Linked DNA regions of Mus musculus: all the other regions are linked to region 1. Evidence: chromatin contacts called from public Hi-C and promoter capture Hi-C data. All regions are on one chromosome and are shown on one strand. Each heading gives the region's core, a stretch centred on a gene start, on an enhancer-like site or on the middle of the called end of the contact. The rest is flanking DNA. Distances are from core to core; before and after follow the strand shown.

What was found. Promoter capture Hi-C pulls out the DNA fragments that hold promoters and counts their contacts. A called contact is a pair of places that touch in the nucleus more often than the background predicts.
Region 2: a contact with region 1 is called in a Hi-C map of cerebellum, with 4 times the contacts expected there. The contact joins the enhancer-like site here to the promoter of Dio2 in region 1. A contact is called at or near these places in 3 of 39 promoter capture datasets (the 3T3-L1 cell line, cranial neural crest and hippocampal neurons), 5 of 484 Hi-C or Micro-C datasets (cerebellum, cerebral cortex, myocytes and 1 more) and 1 of 115 datasets of contacts at active chromatin or transcription factors (astrocytes).
Region 3: a promoter capture Hi-C map of pre-B cells shows a contact between it and region 1. The contact joins the promoter of Gtf2a1 here to the promoter of Dio2 in region 1. A contact is called at or near these places in 4 of 39 promoter capture datasets (the C10 cell line, the HPC-7 cell line and pre-B cells) and 2 of 115 datasets of contacts at active chromatin or transcription factors (astrocytes and large pre-B cells).
Region 4: a contact with region 1 is called in a promoter capture Hi-C map of trophoblast stem cells, with 5 times the contacts expected there. The contact joins the enhancer-like site here to the promoter of Dio2 in region 1. A contact is called at or near these places in 3 of 39 promoter capture datasets (the HPC-7 cell line, hippocampal neurons and trophoblast stem cells).
Region 5: a contact with region 1 is called in a promoter capture Hi-C map of pre-B cells. The contact joins the promoter of Tshr here to the promoter of Dio2 in region 1. A contact is called at or near these places in 9 of 39 promoter capture datasets (the 3T3-L1 cell line, the C10 cell line, the HPC-7 cell line and 4 more), 1 of 484 Hi-C or Micro-C datasets (embryonic stem cells) and 7 of 115 datasets of contacts at active chromatin or transcription factors (acute myeloid leukemia, astrocytes, embryonic stem cells and 3 more).

The regions. Positions count from the first base shown.
Region 1 is chr12:90,737,178-90,741,060 of GRCm38.p6, reverse strand. Dio2 (deiodinase, iodothyronine, type II) reads left to right here and starts at 2,023. Exons shown (of 2, transcript NM_010050.4): 1 at 2,023-2,998. The coding sequence starts at 2,777. Gm26512 (a long non-coding RNA gene) reads right to left here and starts at 2,854. Exons shown (of 5, transcript XR_872906.2): 1 at 2,761-2,854.
Region 2 is chr12:89,816,557-89,820,439 of GRCm38.p6, reverse strand. All of the region lies in intron 14 of Nrxn3 (neurexin III), which reads right to left. Among named protein-coding and RNA genes, the nearest start is that of Gm40538, 590 kb to the left of the region's middle. Within about 2 kb of position 2,124, at least 7 of the 459 cell types and tissues checked have an H3K27ac peak or open chromatin away from gene starts, as enhancers often do. A contact at or near this core is called in cerebellum, where this site is marked.
Region 3 is chr12:91,587,703-91,591,585 of GRCm38.p6, reverse strand. It overlaps Gtf2a1 (general transcription factor II A, 1), which reads left to right and starts at 1,937. Exons shown (of 9, transcript NM_031391.2): 1 at 1,937-2,051. The coding sequence starts at 2,022.
Region 4 is chr12:91,517,576-91,521,458 of GRCm38.p6, reverse strand. Tshr (thyroid stimulating hormone receptor) reads right to left here. Exons shown (of 10, transcript NM_011648.5): 8 at 2,114-2,191. Among named protein-coding and RNA genes, the nearest start is that of Gm40541, 17 kb to the left of the region's middle. Within about 2 kb of position 1,703, at least 4 of the 459 cell types and tissues checked have an H3K27ac peak or open chromatin away from gene starts, as enhancers often do. A contact at or near this core is called in trophoblast stem cells, where this site is marked.
Region 5 is chr12:91,399,071-91,402,953 of GRCm38.p6, reverse strand. Tshr (thyroid stimulating hormone receptor) reads right to left here and starts at 1,961. Exons shown (of 10, transcript NM_011648.5): 1 at 1,700-1,961. The coding sequence starts at 1,869.

The sequences.
Region 1 (3,883 bases), core at 774-3,273:
GTCCAAGGAGAGATATTCCGTGGTTTATGTTAATTTTTCAAACATCTAAAGTCTCCTCATCTAAATAAAAATTTAGCCCATGGAGTATACACTCAAACCTCACAATTGACGATTAGGAAGGAAAGAAAGAAGGAAGGAAGGAAGGAAGGAAGGAAGGAAGGAAGGAAGGAAGGGGAGAGGAGAGGAGAGGAGAGGAGAGGAGAGGAGAAGAGAAGAGAAGAGAAGAGAAGAGAAGAGAAGAGAAGAGAAGAGAAGAGAAGAGAAGAGGAAAGAAATAAAAATATGATGGTAGAGAGCCCTTGTCTTTGGGGAGCAGCCATGCAAAAAGCTACCTCATTTTAGAATTCCAGGGCACCTCTCTACCATGTTATGTTGTATGTGAATGGCGCCCCCTAGTGTGAAGCAGAGCTGAGCCCTCTATATGCCCTAGGTATTCATTCATTCAGAACACCACTGAGCTGAACATGTCCCAACCAGGATTCTTATGTGCTCGGGAGATGGCAATGTGTAGAGAAGACAAGAGTTGTGGGTCACATAGAGCTTACTCTCTCCTTGGGACTATTTTTCAGAACCATATTACCAGCTGAACAAAATACATCCATATGCAGATTTTAGCCCATGCTCTCTACAAAGAATGACCTCTGTTTAGGCTTTACAGTCCTGTCAATACAGAGTTGGAGACCGGGGGCAAGATATAGAAGCTCAAGGGACTGACCACCTGTTTGCATCTACTGTTCAGCTCGAGCTTGACAGGAGCTCTGTGAACATAGAAAACTCAACAAATTGACTTTCAATTTCAATTTATGTTTCCACTCCAGTGTCTATAATTGTCACTACTACTCTCAGAAAAATGTCACTCCTAGAAGTGATCTGTTAGGTAAGAGAGGGAGGAAACGTAGAAGGAGGTAGGGGTGGAAACTCACTGCCAGGTTCTATCTGTTTAAATAACTGTCCTGGGAACTAAAAGGCAAGAGAGTCCACTGAGGCCCAAGGGGCACCTGGTGTTAATTCTTGGTTTGTTTCTATTCCTAACCACTTACAGCCCCTAGCCACTTACAACCCCTACCATCTATATAGCCCCTTACTACCTATATAGCCCCTAACTACCTATAGCCTTTTTACTTTCTTTTAATCTTCTCCTCCAAGCAAACTAAATGGCTCCCTAAAGCTTCTGGACTATTAAAGGCTGAATTTAAGAGATTCTCATAAATAATCAATTTCTCAGTCTCCTGGGATCTAAATGCCAATGAATGGAAATAGTATTTTATCAGTGTTGTAGGGAAATGACACTGAAAGAGTTGGTCACTCAGCAGCTCCTTCCATGGCTGGAAGGTTAGTTGTTATTGTTGTTGTTGTTGTAATATCGAAGCTTTAGTAAAACCAAAAATAATACTTGAATTCAGTTTGGGAATAATCTTTAAAGATATACCATGGTGGTCTCAAATAGTTTATAAAATTTCCAACTCAAAATTCACTTTCTATTCCCTCTGATAAGATCATTACTGAAAATATATTCATAACACCCAGGAATGAGATCGGGTGAGAAAAAAACCAATCCTGTGTAAAGGTGTAACGCCCACACGGGAGCATTAATAGCTTTATTTTTTCTTTTTAATGGAGCAGAGAGCACCCATGTTCACGCTTTCGCTTTTCTACCTGCCTGCCAGGAAGCTTTCTTGCCAAAATTCCTAAGTTAATAAAAATGATAATCAGAGGAAAGTGTTAACATATTAGTCTACAAATTACTTTTCTTTAAGTTTGGAAGCATTTCTTGAGACTTGTCAAAGGTAACATCGTTTTTTCTTTCTCTCCCTTTAAAGCACAAAGCAAAATCCTTCTGTCTCCCCCACCTCTCCTTTTAAAAAAGTTGTAGAGTTTTGCCTTTCTGCTCACTGCACTCCTGGCCAAAGTAAGCCCTCTTTCTCAATGACGTCAAGATCTTTAGCAAGATTAGGCTTTCATTTCTCTATTGCAGCAATTAGCCAGGGAATGTATAAAAGGCTTCAGGGAGACTCACTAGCTGCAGAGAGAGGCACTCTGCAGCCAGCGGAGGCAGAAGATAGCAAAGAGGGAAACGCCAGAGGGAGGGGGCAGAGGACAGCCGCTCCTGGAGAACCTGGAGAAAGGACAGGCAGAGGGAGACAGGCTGGGAGGAGGAGAACAGAAAGTATGTTTACAACGGAGTAAAGACAGAGCGAAAGAAAGAAAGAAAAAAAGAAAGAAAGAAAGAAAAAAACCCCAAACAAACCAAACAACCCCTACCCTTACAGCACAGTTAAGAAATTGGCAGTGCAAGAAGCCAGACAGCGTTTAAAGGAACATGAAAAGCTAAAAGAAAATTTTTACCATCTCTGCAGTCTCATAGGTGCCTGGAAATGAAAGTAGAACTTCCTGTCTTTAACGGACTCTGACAGGGGTAAACTGGATTAGGGACTGGCACGCCAGGGTTTTTGTTGTTGTTGTTGCTGGTGGTGGTGCCTTTTTTTTTTTTTTAAACCATCTTAAATCCTGGAAAAAAATGCATCTCGGAATTGAATGAATTGATGGGTACACTCCAACTGCTGGGCTGCAGAGCCTGAACCTGGTCTTTCCATTTCTGCTTCTTTCAAAGAAGAGACAAGTTGGGATTTCTTCTAATTTAGCTTTTCTCCCTCTCCCTCACCCCCCTCCCAACCTTCCCCTTGGTCCCCCACTTCTCTACCACCACCTTCCTTTGCAAAAAGAAGGTGACTGGGGAAGCAGAGTGCCCAGGAGACTGACCGAGGAGGCAGAGAAGATGGGACTCCTCAGCGTAGACTTGCTGATCACCCTGCAGATCCTGCCAGTCTTTTTCTCCAACTGCCTCTTCCTGGCGCTCTATGACTCGGTCATTCTGCTCAAGCACGTGGCGTTGCTTCTGAGCCGCTCCAAGTCCACTCGCGGAGAGTGGAGGCGCATGCTGACCTCAGAAGGGCTGCGCTGTGTCTGGAACAGCTTCCTCCTAGATGCCTACAAACAGGTGAGCTGCAGCCACTGAGCTTCTCCTGGGTCGCAAGGGCTAGGGGTGTGGAAGGTGTGGGGCTGCTGGCTCTGGGGAGTCCTACTTGGGGTGTCCTCTCCAGTGACTATGTTCCACGGAGTCTCAGTGCCACTTGGGACACCTGTTGCACAGGTTAGATTTGGGAGTGACAGACACGGAGCCACGGGGACTCTTGGTGACTTCAGTAGGAGTCTTTAATGAGGGCTGCTGTTACTTTGCACTGAATTGGCAGTTGAAGGGGTTTGTGCTGGTATAAAATAACTGTAGGTAAAATCAGAGTTCTGGGAGGGGGGCTTGGAACTTGCTGTATTTGTTCTGCCCTTGATATGAGCTGGTTTCTGCTGCTTTGCTTTACATGTGTGATATGTAGGAGAAGGTTTGAATAGTGTTTTCTTTCTGCTGAAATGGTCAGAGTTGGATGAGGATGATGGTGGTGGTGGTGATGATGATAATGATGATGACGATGGCTGTGACCTCACTATAGCCCCTCCATTTCTTAGGGAGTTAAGAACAAATGAAAGCAAGCTGAGCATGACCACCTACTTAGTTGGAATGTGTGGACTCCTCGTTACTAAGTGTCAGTTTGCAAAAGAAAGATCTAGGGATAGGTTGTCAGAAACCCAGACTTTGTGTGTGAGACCGAATCTACAAATAAATTCCCATACAAAGAAGTGATGGGTCTATAATGCATTCCTATGTCAGGCCTTGGACATTAGAGAGGTGACCTCCCTTACCTGGGGACAGTGTATTCCCATCAGCTTTTGAAACACTGGGGTGAGTGATTGATGCATGGATGCGAAAACTTCCGGTATTCCAGCCTTTCTGCTGCCAGGACATGTTTAGAGGAACATTTTCAAACCATAT
Region 2 (3,883 bases), core at 875-3,374, 920 kb after region 1:
GTGTTTAAATGAAACCTTCATTCTTTCTCTCTCAGCACGACTATATCAAGTTGGACTTCAGGCTTTCTAGCATAACAGTGTGCTTCTCTTTACATTGGCTCTTTCTGAGGGGAAAAGGGAAAACCTGGCTGGTGGCTTTGGCAAAATTATCTGACAATTAAGAAAATAGGCCTATAGCACAATGGCATACCCGTGGAATTCAGACAGGTCTAACACACAGGTGAGATGCATGTCTGAAAGATGCAGGAGTCTGAGATCATTCAGTGCTCATGATAAATAGTACTGGGAGAGCTTGCCTCCCAGTGGTACTGAGGGAGCACCCCCATAATGTGAGGAGATGAAACAGAAGAGAATGTTTCCTCCAGCTACAGAATTAAATCACAGTAGCAGTGCATCCCACTATAGGAGGAAAGAATAGGAAAAGTTAGAAGATCAAGAACCTTGCGGAAAGGTTAGAAGTTAAAGGAACAACTATAAACAGGCCGCCAGGTTCACAGAACTGGCGAGAAAGAAAACTTGCAATGAACTCTCCGATTCTACAGTGTTCTCCCCATGAGAACTCTGTCTTTAAATCAAGACTAGAAAGTATCTGTTCTATGACCCCGGATCTCTAAAATGTAAAATTACAAAGGAAAAACAGCATTAAAATAAGTTTTCCCTTTCCATATCTGAAGACAGTTGACCTAAAAACAAAAGTTATTTCCTACTCTAAAGTATAGGTTTGTCAAATTATTTTTTTTTTAGTTTACCTCCTAATGCATATCAAACATAGGAATGTTTGGCCTCAGAATCTTCTCAGAGCCTTCATCACTTTTATTATCCAAGATCTCTGAGCTTCTGCATGTCTTGTTACAATTTGTTAACTATGGTTAGAACTTATCCAATATGGATCTCTGCCTAAAGGGATAGCTGTAGGTCACATCCCAGTTTGATTTCTGTATGCTTATGGAGGTGTTCTCATCTACATTTTCCCCAAAATTAGTGCACAAATGAAGTAGTTCTTCAGAGGCCAACAGTGTTGCCATAGCGAAATAAGGAGAAAGCAGGAATACAGCATCTTCAACCTGCCTGTGGGTGGGCAAGCAAACCTAGGTCCATGAGAGAAGGTGGCCCTGACATTATTGTATTTCTTATAAAATGTGCCACCCATGTGAGTCATGTGGACCACGTATATAATTTAATCTTCTGGGAAATTTTGTGCATAAAGCAGACAAGTCATACTATCAACTATTGAGGTTTAAAGATACATGCCTCTCAGCCAGGCAAAAAAAGAAACAAAGGCTGATTCACAATACATTCAACTCTAAATTTTGTCCTTGATTTACCTCACCCATTCCTAATGTCCCAGCATCCATTTGAACTCCATTACCAGTCAACATTGAGACCTTTATTAACACATGCTTTCATGGCTCATTTTAAAAAGAAGTATCTGAAGTGGGGGAACCTAGAAGGAGAGAAGGAAGGGAGAGGAGAGAAGGGAGGAAGAGGAGGAGGAATAGGGGAGGAAGGAAGGATAGAGGAAGGGAAGAAAATTATTTTCCAAAAGAATTGAACACCTTGCTTCCAATTTATAGCAACTTTACAATGAACAATATGTTGTCTTAGTCATTTCACTAGAGCCTCTTGACTGATAAAGTAGACAGGATATATATAACATTTATATCTAGAAATAAGTTTCATATAAAATCCAACTGGAAAATCATTAAAAATGATACTTTTTAAAGTATTTTTTGCTGCCAAAATATGTAGTATTTGTATGTAGTTAATCTGTTTTCCTCAATTAAAGGTGAAAAGTGAAGCACTAGCAGTGTGTGTGTGTGTGTGTGTGTGTGTGTGTGTGTGTGTGTGTGTGTTTGTGTGTGTTGGGAGGGTGGCAAGAAATTAGCCATAGGTCTTAAAGAAGTCAGTGAGGAGAGGTCTGAGGATATAGCTTGGAAGGGCAACAGGTCTGGCTGAGAAAGCCTTGGAATGTTCACATTAGACTATGCACAGAGCCTGTGTCTGCAGTCAGACAGAGTTAGTCCTATGCACATCAGTGTCTGGACTCAGGCCCAGAAGCTCAGCCAAGAAGGCAAACAGAAGTTGAGTAAACCTGCTGTCTTTGTTTTCGCCATTTATGTAAATAGGACTTTTCTTTTCGAGGCACCATCCTAGGATTTGGTAAATTGCTGTCAGTGTCACCTAGGGTTTACTTGTCTACTCTGAACTCACTGAACACACAGTACAGGTAGAGTGATGACTAGTCCCCACCCTGGAGATGTCAAAATTACACTGTGTCCACAAAATGGGTATATGGAAGCTCCACTCAACAGGAACTCAGAATGCTGCCATTTGGAGTTAGAGCCTGTAAAGAGATGACAAAAATACAACAAAGTTGTTGGGTGGACCTAATGTAGCTGAATGGGTCTTTAGAGAAGGAGGTTGAGGGGAAGCAATTCTGCCTGTGATGGTGCACACAGAGAAAAGACAAGATGGCAACTCAGTAGGGAAATGACCATATGTAAACCAGAGACAGCTCCCCAGAGACTAAGCCTGCTTCCATTCTGATCTTCAACCCTTAGCCTTCAGAGCTGAGCTAGAAGGAAACAAATATGGAAGGGAAGCTCATGGGTTACCTTCAGAGATGTGTGTCTCTCCAAGGCTATCCAGGGTCCCAGAGATATCTGAAATCCTGATAAATCAGCTCTAAACTACAGAATAGAATGTGGTACCTCTGAAATTTTGATATCGAGGAGTAAAGTCTCACTGCTGGATTCTATGAACTAGTAGTTAGAAACAGTCTTTTCCTCTCAGCCCTGAAGGCAATTGTTAAGCATTTCTCATCTCTTCTGCCTGTAACAGTGCAGCCCCCCTCCCCCACCTCTACCCTATCTGGTGGTGGCGGCAATAACATTAGCAGTCCTGAAAAGATTTATCCTCTGATATTATAATCTTCCCCTACCATCTTTCAAGAGCAGGCAAATCTCCAAGCCCACCACTTACCAGCAAGCACATTTTACAGACAGAAAACAATGCATGCCGAGGATAGAGGAGAAACCAATTTAATTAATTCATCACCAAGGCCAACGACGTATAAATCTTATCGTTTTATCTGTCAACCAACACTCTGAATTATTCAGTGTTCCCGATCTCAAGAAGGAAGGCAGAGAGAAAGTGGTGAGAGAGCAGCTGCACAGCGCCATAATGTGCTCAGCAGAGGAGCCCAGAGTGAGCCTAATGCTGGGCAAACTTTAGAGGCTAGGCCCTGAAAGGATCTCGTGGCAGAGTGTCATTCAAGACTCCCTGGTTCCTCTGCCACCAGTGAGGCCACTACCACATCTGCTTAGGATGGTTTGGAAAAGAATATAAAACCTGTATGGAAATGAAAATTAATGGGATGAAAACCAGTACACTGTACCTATTTCTATGCTCTGCCCAGCTAAACCACCCAGCACTTTCACAGCTGCTATTTAAATTGTGGAAACCAAGCATAAGATGGAAAAAAAAAAAAACTCAAGGTGGAGGGGTATTTTGAGTCACGGGAGAATGAAAATATGAATTTTATAAAGGACACTTAGATTTCATATGAAATGATTTGGCCCTACCTTCCTCCACAGTTTGTACAATGAAGAAGCACTTGTCTTTCACAGGGATCAACATAGTTACAGAGTCATGCCCAAGCTGAACACACCAATGTTTTATTAACTTATATTGTAGACAGACCAACGCCTGGCCCATAAACACTGTTCTCTGAGTGACTACTTGGTAGAGGGATACATGAAAAGTGGGTGGGGAACCTCAAAGAAGAGATTGAGAAAGGAGAAGAAGGATATTAGATTTCAGTTTTTAAAAGGGCTCATTCCATCTTGGAGCCCTAGCCAGAGACTATTTGTGGGTACACCAG
Region 3 (3,883 bases), core at 688-3,187, 850 kb before region 1:
TGGAACTTGTAGACCCTGTCTCAAACAAACAAAAAAAGAGAAAAAGAAAAAAAAAAAAAAAGAAATTAAAGGAGAGAATGGAGCTAATGTTGAAGAAATCCTAGAGTCAAGTGTGGTGGCATGCCTTTGATCCCAGCACTGGGAAAGTAGAGGCAGGCAGTTCTCTGAGTTACAGGAAAGCCAGAGAAACCCTGAGGTGAAAAAAAAATTCTCTCAAGAGAAGGTTTATGTCCAGCTTCTTAGTATGCATGGTCCCAGTCTTCGCTAATCCCCTTCCCTGAGGTCATAGGAAACAATCTGTAGTCTTTCCATGCTCTTCTAGTCTTTGATATTTCACTTATCTGGCTTCACTGGCATAGAATGACATTGTCTGATTGCTTTTTGAACATAAAATGCCCACGTCCACATTACATTTTGTCCCCATATTCCTAGGACCAGGGAAAGTGGCAGTTGTTAAATTCTGCCTACCAAACAGGAATCTGTTCCGTAAAATATTGATACAAAGGCAGAATTTGCTTGCACGTCCCAGGTCAAACTCCCGATGAATTGCACTCCAAGATACCAACAGACTCTGCCTGATCTCTTGGGACAGGCCAGGCAAGTTGATGAGTCAACGGCATGGGTTTCAGATGTGGTTAGTCACTGTGTGCTGGCCAGTGTGCAAATCACAGCACTCTGGTAACATTAAAAACAGAGCAGTAATGTATGTCAGGGAGTCAAATATGTAGTAGTTGTATCCGAGTTCCTTTTCTTTTTTCGTCATTTCTACCACCCTAAGAAGTCATCTAAAGTACTTTTGAGTTGGTAGAGGCTGACTCTTTGGGGCATTTTAGCCAAACCACCTAATAGTTTAATTTTGTACAGACAAACGGCTGGAAACACCTACAGGCGTCCCTAATTCTGTAAAGTAGACAGAGGGAGAACAAAGCTTTCCTAGCCTTTGGACTTATACACAACTTCACGAGGTCTGTCCTTTGCAAGAGGCGCGAACTTCCTCCTCATCCGACCTAAGCTCACGAATCAAAAGATGACTCCGCATTTAAAAACTGTCCCAAGCCCCAGCGCGCGGGAGCCGGAAGCCGCGCCACGTGACCCGCCGTCCCTCCGCAGCCATCCTCCGGGGAAGCCTATCGCTTCGGCGGCTACTCCCACTCCTCCGCTCCACCGGAGCGGCTGCGCGTCCACCCGACGCAGCGCTAGGTACCCTTGATCGCTGGCTTCCCTCAATACCCCAGCCTCCTCCGGAGGACGCCTCCCGGTCCAACCGGTCGCCACCACCACCGCCACGGACCGCTTCCGCCAGGGTGCGGACCACGTGATCGCGCGAGCCATAGGGGGGTGGGGAAAAGGCCGCGGCGCGCGCCTTCTTTACTCCAGGCCCGCGGCCCCGCCCACCCGGCCACCCAGCCGGGGCGGGGGGGAGGGGGGGGAAAAGAAACCTGGCGACGCCCCGGGCGCGCGTGCGCACGCGGTTCTCGCGGTGTCTCGCGCTCGGCCCCGCCCCCCGCTGCCCCCGCCCTTTCCGCCCCTCCCTCCCTCCGCCCTGTCTCTCGGCGGCGGCGGCGGCGGCGGCTCGCGCAGCTCGTTGGCTCGCTATATAAAGGGGAGAAGCAGGCGGACCGGACGGCTGGAGCTGCAGCCGGTGGCGGCAGCGGTGGCGCGGGGAGCGGTGACCGGTGTTGGTTTCCCTCCTCGGCGCCGAGTGGGGAGCGGGTGACGCCCCCTAACCCCCTAAGGGGTCGTGGCTAATTTTTTCCCCCATTTTTTCTTTTTTCTTTAGGCGATTCTCGAGGTTTTTAGCTGCGGGAGGAGTGCCCCCCTCCTCCTGCTCTCCCGCCTCTTACTCCTTCTGGATCGGTTTTGTTGAGAGATTTTTTTTTTTTTGCCCCACTCTTGGCGGGTGACTTGGGTCACCCTCCGGGTCTCAGTTGTTTTTTTTTTTTTTTCTTTTTTTTTTTTTTTTTAAATTTTTTTTTCCTTTCTTTCTATCTCGTTCCCTCTTGTTTGTGTTGTGTGTGGAAATGGCGAACTCGGCAAACACAAACACCGTGGTAAGGACGTGGTGCGGTGGCCGGCGGGGGCTGCGAAGGTTCCGGCGGCAGGCAACGGCTGGCTGGGACGGACGGACGGACGGGCGGGCGGGCGGGGGCGGGCCCGGGCGAGGCGGCGCTCCCGACCGGGTCCCCTCCGCCCTCCACCGCCGCCGCTGCCCGCCGCGGGCCTGGCCGGGCGGGGGGGACGCCGAGGACTGGCGGGAGGAGGGCGGCGGGGGCCGGGAGCGCCGCGGGGCGGGCCACGCAGGCCGTTGGGGCCCTGGCTTGCCGACCCCGGGGCGCGGACGGGCGGGCGATGGCCCCACGCGGGGACCCGGACCCGGCCAGTCCCCGAGCGAGCGGCTGCGGGTCGAGCCCCGCGTCTGGGGAAGCCTCTCGGATACCGCCGAGGCCGGGCGTGCCTTCGGGGGCTCTCCGGAGGTGGTGCTTTGGGAGAGCCTCCTTTGGGGCCGATTTTACTAATCCTCCGAAAGGAAAGAAAGAAAGAAAAAAAAAAAGACAAAAAAATTATGAAGGTTGGAAAGCACTTATCTCGGTTCCTCCCCAGTGGGTAAAATGGCGAAGGGGAAGCAAAACCCCCGCGGTATCTTCGACTAGCCTAAGCACCAGAACAAACAAAGCCTACATGAATGGCCCAAGAGTCCCCGCTTTCGCCTCGAGATTTGCCTACTTCTTCCCGTTGCTCCCTTTTTTAAAAAGGAGCAAAAAAAAATTTTTTTTTGGTTACTTGCGATCACGTAGGTTTGCAAAAAGCAGTCACATAAAAATAACCTTTTAAAAGAGTCACCAACGCAATGTGATCACTAGGCCACCCCATCTCTTGATTTCTTTTTATGACAATAAAGCACAATATTTGTTTTTTTGTTTGTTTATTTTTAAAAAAAATTTTTTTTTTTCATTTTGCCCGGTCCCAAACGCCGCAGAGCAGCCTGCGGCTGCCCGACACTATACCGTTGGCGACTCGGGTCGATCCATCATGGCTGCGGCCGCTTACCCTGCTTTTCAGTGCCTGCGCCTTGTGGTCCTCCTCCCTTTGGCTGCCCTGTTTATATAGAGCCATTGCCGCTCTCTAATATAGACTCTGCCAGGATGGGAAGGTGCTTTTCAGGCCTACGTCACCGCCTCTCCATTTAAACACCAGATCCGGCTTTAAATAGTGAGAGCTGCTGAGCGCGGGGCTGGGAGGTGCGTGCTCCCGAGGCGAGAGGAGCCGGCGTGCGGAGCTCATTTTATTTCTAGGCTCCTTTCACGCCGAGATTTCGCTCCGGAGCCGGGAGGCTGTTGTCACGGACCCGAGTGTTTTGCTGTGGCCGCTAGAGTGTACTGCCTTTGTTTGTAGTGGGAAGTAGGCCAGAATTGCAGCCTCGTTTTGTTCTTTCTCCCTTCCCTTTATAAGAGTTTCATTTTAAATCGTTTTAGATCAGATAAAATGATTTCCTCCCCCCCACCCGCCCCCTTGGAGGAGATACGGTCAACATTCTCGGCTTAAAAAAAAAATGCGTTGTACATTAAATGTTTCCGGAGGAGGACTTGAGTTTGGTGGTGTGTTCTTAATACCCAAGGCATGAAGCTTTTCAAAGAAATAGTGACTGACTCTCCCCTGTGAGATCTGTGCTCACAATCTATTGCTTGATGTGTGTGTAGAGGCACAGCCTAAACTGAGCTTTAAGAATTAAAGATTAAGTGGTGGTTTTAATTTTACCAGTGGCTAGCATGGTATCTAGTATAAAAATCCACCTAGGTGACCTAATATTGTGCCTAAAAATTAGCATCTTCTAAAAGGAACCTTTATTAATCACTTGCTAATGCTACATGCAGTCTCTAATTCG
Region 4 (3,883 bases), core at 454-2,953, 780 kb before region 1:
TAAATTTTTGTTAATATAATGATTGGTACTTGTTAGCTTTTGAACCCAGGACCTGAGGCTCCTCCCAGGACCACTCAGTAACAGTGGCTCCTCCCAGGACTCCTTGTTAGCATTTCCTCTAGGTTCTGCCCAACAGTTACCTAGCAACTGGGCCTCCCCTTCCCTCCCCTCTCCTCTTTTTTCCTCCCCTCTCCTTCCCCCCCTCCTCAGGTGTTCCCTGCTGCTCTCTCTGTGTCTCCGTCCGTCTCTCTGTCTTCTCTGTTTCCTTTCTTTCTCTGCCTCTACTTCCTTACCCAGAATCCTCTCTAGGTCCCCCACAAAATTATGTTAGACCCATCTTATGGCTGATACCTGGGGTGGGATGGGGGTGTGTGTGTGCTTTGTTATAGGCCCCTAAGGCACCCGTCCTGCTGCATCATACAGAGTTTTATAAAACACATCACTCCTCACCCTGCCCACTACCCTAAACCTCTCCCTCCCGGGGCCATGTTGCCTACTACGCTCTCGTTGCCTGCCTCTCTTGGCTGGTGGCTCTTCTCTCCCTCTCCCTCTCTCTCTCCTCTCATGGTGCACATAGTCTGCTGGTCGCGTTTAGCCTGGACTCTTCCCTCTGCCTGCTTCTCCCTTATATCCATAATAAAAATCTTCATACTTAGGAGTAGCCATGTCCTCCTTTTATTTCATTTTTTTTCCCGTTCAGTACTATTATTTTAATTGGAAATTTAAAATAAGATTTATTTATTTTGTTCTATGTTTATGGGCATTTTGCCTGCATCTATGTATGTAGAGCATATGTGTGCCTTGTACCTTCATAAGTCAAGAAGCTATCAGTTCGGTGCTGACCGAGTTCTAGATAGGTACTGAGAACTGAACCTAGGTCCTAGCAACAAGTGATCGTAACTGCTGAGCCATCTCTCTACCCCTAATTTATCTTTTTACTTTGCGTAGGTATGTGCATGTGTGTATATTTGTATAAGTGTGGCTTGTGTTGGGTACATGTGTGTTTATGTGTATGGTACATATGGGTACGTGTAGCTCTGTACTCAGAGACCAGAAGAGGGCATCAGGCGGCTTCCTTTCCCTCGCGCTGCCTTGTTGCTTTGAGGCAGGGTCTCTCCCAGAATTTGGAGCTCATGCTTTTTTTTTCCCCATTTAGACTCAAAACCAGTAAGCAAGCCCCTGTGGTCCTTGTTTGATTTTGGATCTGGGACAAGGGACTGAGGTGCATTTACATATCAAAGCAGACCTGGCCTCCAGGTTCTCCCAGCATCCCTCAGTCCCTACCTGGCATACCCTGCCCCCAATTCTGAACTTTCCAGCCCAGGCGCTTGGCTGTCCTTCCCCCAGAGACTTCTCCCTATATAATCCAGACATTTTGCTCTCTCTCTTCTCTTGTCCTTCTCTCTTTGAGCTTGCCCTTTCTCTCTTTCTTTTGCCTCCCATCTCCCCCTTTCCCCATGGTGACTTCCCTGGTCCTTAGGGCCAGCTAACTTGCCCGAGAACAGCTTCCCAATAAACCTGCCTTTAATATATTCTAATCTGGTTTGAATTGGCTCACCTCCCTGGAGGAGGAGAAATAACCTATCAATCCTTTTGTCCTCGCCTCTCTCAATGCTGGGTGACAGGTCTGCATGGAACCACTCCTGGATTGTTACTGTTAGGTCTAGAAATGACAGTCTTGGTTCAGCCCACACTGGACTATAGGATTGCTGGTGAATACTTCCTCAGGAATCCGTGAAAGACTTTCTGTCTGCCAGGAAGAGTCACTCCCTTATTTCCCCTTCCTCTAGCATCTGGCTTCCTATTGACACATACCAAAACCAATGCTAATTCCCAGACTCCTCCCATTCCTATTCATTTGAACTCGGTACACACACACACACACACACACACACACACACACACACACACACACGCTTCCTGTCATGATGATAACAGACTAAACCTTTGAACTGTAAGCCAGCCCCCTATGTATATGTTTTCTTTTACAAGAGTGGCCTTCAAGGTCATTGTGTAGAAATGCTAAGAGAGGTAATGGCATCACCTCTCTTCACACCTCTTTCATTTCAGAAAAATAATAAAAAGCTACTAGCCATTGATTTGTCTTACTCACAGCAAAGTTGGTCCACTGTATACTCCTCCAAAGGCATCGTTGTCTATAGCTGTCAGGTATTTATTCTTGTTTAGGTAACTAGACAGAATAGGTGAGAGAAAGAGAGAGAGAGAGAGAGAGAGAGAGAGAGAGAGAGAGAGAGAGAGAGAGAGAGAGAGAGGGAGAGAGAGAGAGAGAGAGAGAGAGAGAGAGAGAGAGAGAGAGAGAGAGAAAATGAGTTAGACAAACTTAAGCTGTCACATAACATTAGAATAAATATCAAGATAAGATGTAACCAAGGTCACATTAATTTTGACGATACCTTGCACTCTCCTGGCTTAAGCACCGTTCCATGTGTCGGGAAGGCAAAGTTTCATTGTGACAGGAATCTTTGAAAATGAACTATGTTTCGGGTCTAATTTGCATATCCACATTTTATCAAAGCTGGCTAGATTTCCTATTTCCTGGCAATTGTTTTCTCTACCCTGACTCAGATTTTGCTTCTTAAGATTGACTATTATCCCCATCTATCTCTGAAGCTAGACTTTAACTAAGAGCTGGGGTGGAGATGGTAAGGGTGGTGGTGGGCGGTAGGGATGGTTCTTTTCTTTGAGCAGAGTTGCCAGATTTAGCAAATTAAAATGCATGATGCTACTTTAATTCAATTTACAGATAAATAGTGAATAATTTTCAAGCACAAAGTTTCCTACCAAAATTAGCTGTTGCTTATTTGAAATTCAAATTTAGTTAAACGGCATGCATTTTATCCAACAATACCAGTTCTGGCATAGGGATACTTATGTAAATAAAATTACAGTGAGCATCTTTCCTGAAAAGTGATGTGTATGTCGATCCTTTCTCTTGTACAGCACACTGGCTATTTGAAAGAAGAATATTTCTTATGCAATTTAAGTCACAATGTGTGTTTGAAATAAAATTTCCTCCCAATGAACAAAAGCACCCAAGGATTTTAAAATTGGCCCTTCCCTTCCCCATAGCTTTTTTAGAGAATAAAATTATCTAAAATGAAACGAAGTACATACATCTTTATTATAAACGACCCCAATTTACACACTTACATTGACTCGCAGCACAGTATAGGCAATTTAAACGCTAGCGAATGACTCTGGCTTGATGCAAAACAAATACAGTAAAGACCCTTGGGAGGTCTGCTTAATTATAGATAATGGCGTCGTTAGTATAGCAGCAAGCTTTGCACTACAGGATGCAAGTTCTTAAGGAAGATGACTAATAATAGTAGAGTAATTGAAGACTTTCAGTTAAAACTTTTTCTCCAGAGCCTTCATAGAGAAAGTTCCCTCTATTTAATTGGATCCAGGTGTGTGTGTGTGCTGGTGAGTGTGGGTAAGAATAGAACAGTCAACCACCAGCAGTGAAGAGTTTTATCGCCCTCCCCTCTTTTGGGCATGCTAAGGCATTAAACAGAGTTAAGTATCAGGATTACAAACAATGAGGTTTCACAAATGTGAATACAGTTTAGACTCTTTCAATTATTTTTTTTTAAATAGAGGTCAAGGACTATTCATTTAAAGTAGCACTAGTTTGCCCAATACTATTTCCTCCTGACCTTATCAGAATCTGTAATTACCTAATTGATTTTCTTACTTGAATACTGTGCCTTTTAAAATCAGAATGGAAAGCTCTATGCCCTATCCATTGCCCTACACCCACTGCTAAGTTTGGTGCTCCAGAAATACTGAGTGGAGATTAAGAGTGAGCAAACAACCAAATAAATATAAGTTTCCTTCAAGATAGTGACATTGATACACT
Region 5 (3,883 bases), core at 712-3,211, 660 kb before region 1:
TGCTGTTGTTTTACTCTTTACTTTTTAGAGAATCCTACAGAGACATGCATTTTTATTCATTTACACACTGGGAGGTGTGCTATGGTGCTCATGTGGAGATCAGAGGACAACCGGTGAGATTCAGTGCTCACTTTCCACCATATAGATTCCAGGGATCAAACTCAGGTTGTTGTGCTGTGGGGCAAGCTCTTTTTACCCACTAAGCCATCTCATTGGCCTTATGTGCCCAAATCTTTAATTACGTTCTCTTGCTTTGTCTAGGTTTCCTAGTGTCATTCTCCAGTGAGAGTTCTCCTGCATATCAAAGATGGTCAAATGTCCCAAATGGGCAGTAGGGATAGCAGCTCCCCCAGTCCCCATCACAGCCCCTGCTATAATGACGGTCCCTGTGCCTCCCTGGAGAGGCAAGTAAGAAAAGATCCAGTGCTGCATTGGAACTGTCTCTCCTTCCCATCCATAAGACCACAGAAGCATTGTATCGGCAGTGTAGAGAGAGGAGATCGACTTCACTCTCACTACCATAGTACACAGGTAGATCATGCTAAGGAAGAAACACCCTCAGCATGTTAGCAACATATCAAACAGCCAGCCCAGGATGTTTAGCATCCTGATGGATGCTGCAAAGTGAGGCTAACTCAAGGATTTGCGTTATAAACCAGAGGTCTCTTCAAAAACTCTAAATGAGGATGGGGTGGAGATGGCAGAACACTGTCTTGACATGACATGGCTGTGAGCCAATAGAAGCTGTGATTGCCTGCCCATGACCTGAGTACGTTTAAACCCTTTAGCATACTGCCATAAAGTGGGTAAGGGCTCAGAAGGCCCCCACCCCTACCTGAAGATTTAACAGATGTTGATGTTTCCTTGGTTCCTTGGGAGGGAGAGACATTTTCTTTATGTGGTTTCACCACTGGTAACTGCTCAGGCTCCTATAACCCCCTCATGTATGCTCCTGTAAGCAATCTAGTTAAACCCCTTTGGGACACACACATTCAGGAGACTAGTTCAGAATAAAGGAGAGATCAGATGGAATGGGAGGGGAACCCTCCCCCTTTTTTGAAACCCTTCTTGGTTCTGACAAGTCCAAGGATTCATTTCTAATAGGCTCCCGATTATGTTTTGTTTTGTTTTGTTTTGTTTCCTTCTTATAGACAGAGTCTGTCTACATAGCCCTGGCTACCTTGGAACTCACTATGCTGACCAAGCTGGACTGGAACTCACAGAAATTCACAGAAAGTCTCTTGACTGCTGGGATTAAAGTCGAGAGCCACTATGCCGTCTCTGATCAAGCTTTTAACAATTATTTGATAAGTCAAATGGCCAAGGTAATTTCTCATCTAGGGATACTTACAGGGGAATTTGGGAAGAGAAGCAATTGTATTTTCTAAGATAAGTTTTAAAAGTTAATTCTTAAGGTTGTGTGTGTGTCTAACTATTACTTGATGTGAAACTAGAATCCAGCGGGCACTAGGAGTTGGCACAATGTAGACAGACTACTTGTAACTTTTTATTAAGCACAACTCCCAGGTATCTTGAACCAAAGTTTTATTAGGGATTCTGTCCCCCGTGTCAGCAGCATAGCTGACCTTCCCGAGCATGGGGGATTGAATTTGTACAGGGACTGACCAGATATCCGCGCACACCCCAACACACACCACGAATTTCTCGGGGGGGGGGGGTCTTGGCCTTGGCTACTCACAGAGTCTGGGTGCTGGGCGGCAGGCTGGGGATTCGGTGGAGCTCCTTGCAGGTGACTCTGAAGTCGTCCTCCTGGTGACACTCACAGGGTGGAGACGCACACTCTTTGCCCCGCAGGCTCCTGGACAGGGCGAGCAGCAGAACAAGCAGCAGCAGGGACCCTGGCCTCATTTTCCAAGGGACCCTCTGGGCTACTTCATCGTTGCGCGCTGTCGCCACATTCTCAGTGCCCTGCGTCTGACGCTGGAAGAGACCCGGGTGCAGGAGGGGAAGGGAGGGAGGAGGAGGGCTCCGAGGGGCTGTGACCTCATCGCTGGAGAGCACGCTGGAGAGGGGGAAGGAGAGGCTCTCAAGTGCTCCGCTTGCCTAGGCAACTCTCCATCCAAACAAGCCTGCTTGCGGCACTTCATCAGCCTCGCAGCGCCTTCTGTTCCGAGACACCCAACCTCGGTCCCTGTGTCGTTCCCTCCCTGTCACCTATTAGTTCTTTCTTAAGTCTAGACACGCTTTCGTCTCTCCTGGTCTCCGAACTCCTGAAGCTACATTTCCCGACTGAGCAGCCTTTAAGAGCTGTGCCGACCGGGGACCCACCCAAATGGGCTCCGTCTAATGTCTCCACGGAGGGGACTGTTGTGGGACTCTCTAGTGTCCCGTGGAACTTCGGCTTCTCCAGGTTAAAAGTCTCCGGAGCAGTCAGCACAACCCGTGACAGCTTAGAGTGCAGCTGAAGGGGGACGAGTCACTCCGGGCGAGACAATCCTCCATGCTGTCTAGCTGGAACAGCCACGGTCCAGCTTGGAGGCGCCACTAAACGTCTGGAGATGCTGCTCTCACCAAACCCAGCAGCTCCGTGAAGTCAGGCGCTGGGCTCTGGGGCCATCTGCTGTAGATAACTGGGAACTGCGCACACAGGTTCCCTTGCCTGCACGGTAACAGTCTGGTTTTACGAATCTGCTTAGAATCCTAGACACTTTTCATTCTCATCCACCCTCTCCAGAAATCCAGAATGAAGAGAACACTTAAGTGCCACCTTGCTCTTCTCACACCCACCAAGAATATTAGCTACAAATGTAAACTAGATTGTGTCAATTTTCTTCTTGGAAGTATAACTGCTTGCTCGTTCCTCTAGGAGCAAAAGGAATACTAACTCCTCACATGCCACACGGCTTCTTTTACAGGTAACTCCAGAGCAGGAGGGAAAGGTGTGGTGGTGGAAATCAGAAGAAACATGAAGAGAGAAGGCTCTAAAAATACAGGATGGAGGTTAAGGGCAGGTAAATATTAAGATTTATTGAACTGTACCTTTAAGATATACACATCCCCATGTTTATAGAAACTTTATTGTCACCCCAAAGTGTAAACAACCCCACGTGTCCTTCAAGAAAACTGTGAATGCACAAACAATATTTCATAGAAAATGAATCGAGCTCTAGTTTACATGACATGTACAAATCTAGAACACGACTGGCAAGCACAAGGAACTAAATTCACAGCATTATGTACTTATGTGTGATCATTCCTATACATGACATTATGTGGTATTTTCGGTGGAAGTAAAGCCAGGGCTGGGGATAAAGCTCAGTTGGTAGAGTGCTTGCCTACCATGTTCAAGGCTCCAAACCTAGCCAAGTGTAAACTTGGTGTGGTGGGATACTTCTGCAATCCCAGCTGTGGGAGTCAGAGGCAGGAGGATCAAGGTACTTGGCTACATAGCAACTTGTAGGCCACCATAGGCTCTATGAGGCTCCAAAGGACTGAAGTCTTGAGAAGGAGGATGACTACAAACAGACACCCAGAGACTTTTCCTGGAAAATGAGATTGTTTACAGTCTCCTCTCTGCTGCACACATAGCAACTTGTAAATGTGGAGAGCTATAGTGCTTGCATTTTGAATGTTAAGCCCATCTTAAATCCAGGGATAAACACCCTTCGACTTTTCTGAATGTATTCTTGCAGCAATACATTTCTTTACTGAAATTCTATTTGAGGGTTTTGTGTAGATGTGCCTAAGGCAAAGTGGCCTGTTGCTCTTTATCTTTTGTATATTTTGTTCTCAGTAATTGATTCTTTCATCACGGAGTGAATTGAGAGATATCTTCTCTTTTCTACATTTCTATTAGGGTTTGTATACATTGCGCTTATCTGATAGAATTACATTAAAAACACTTGAGCACTGAGTTTTCCAC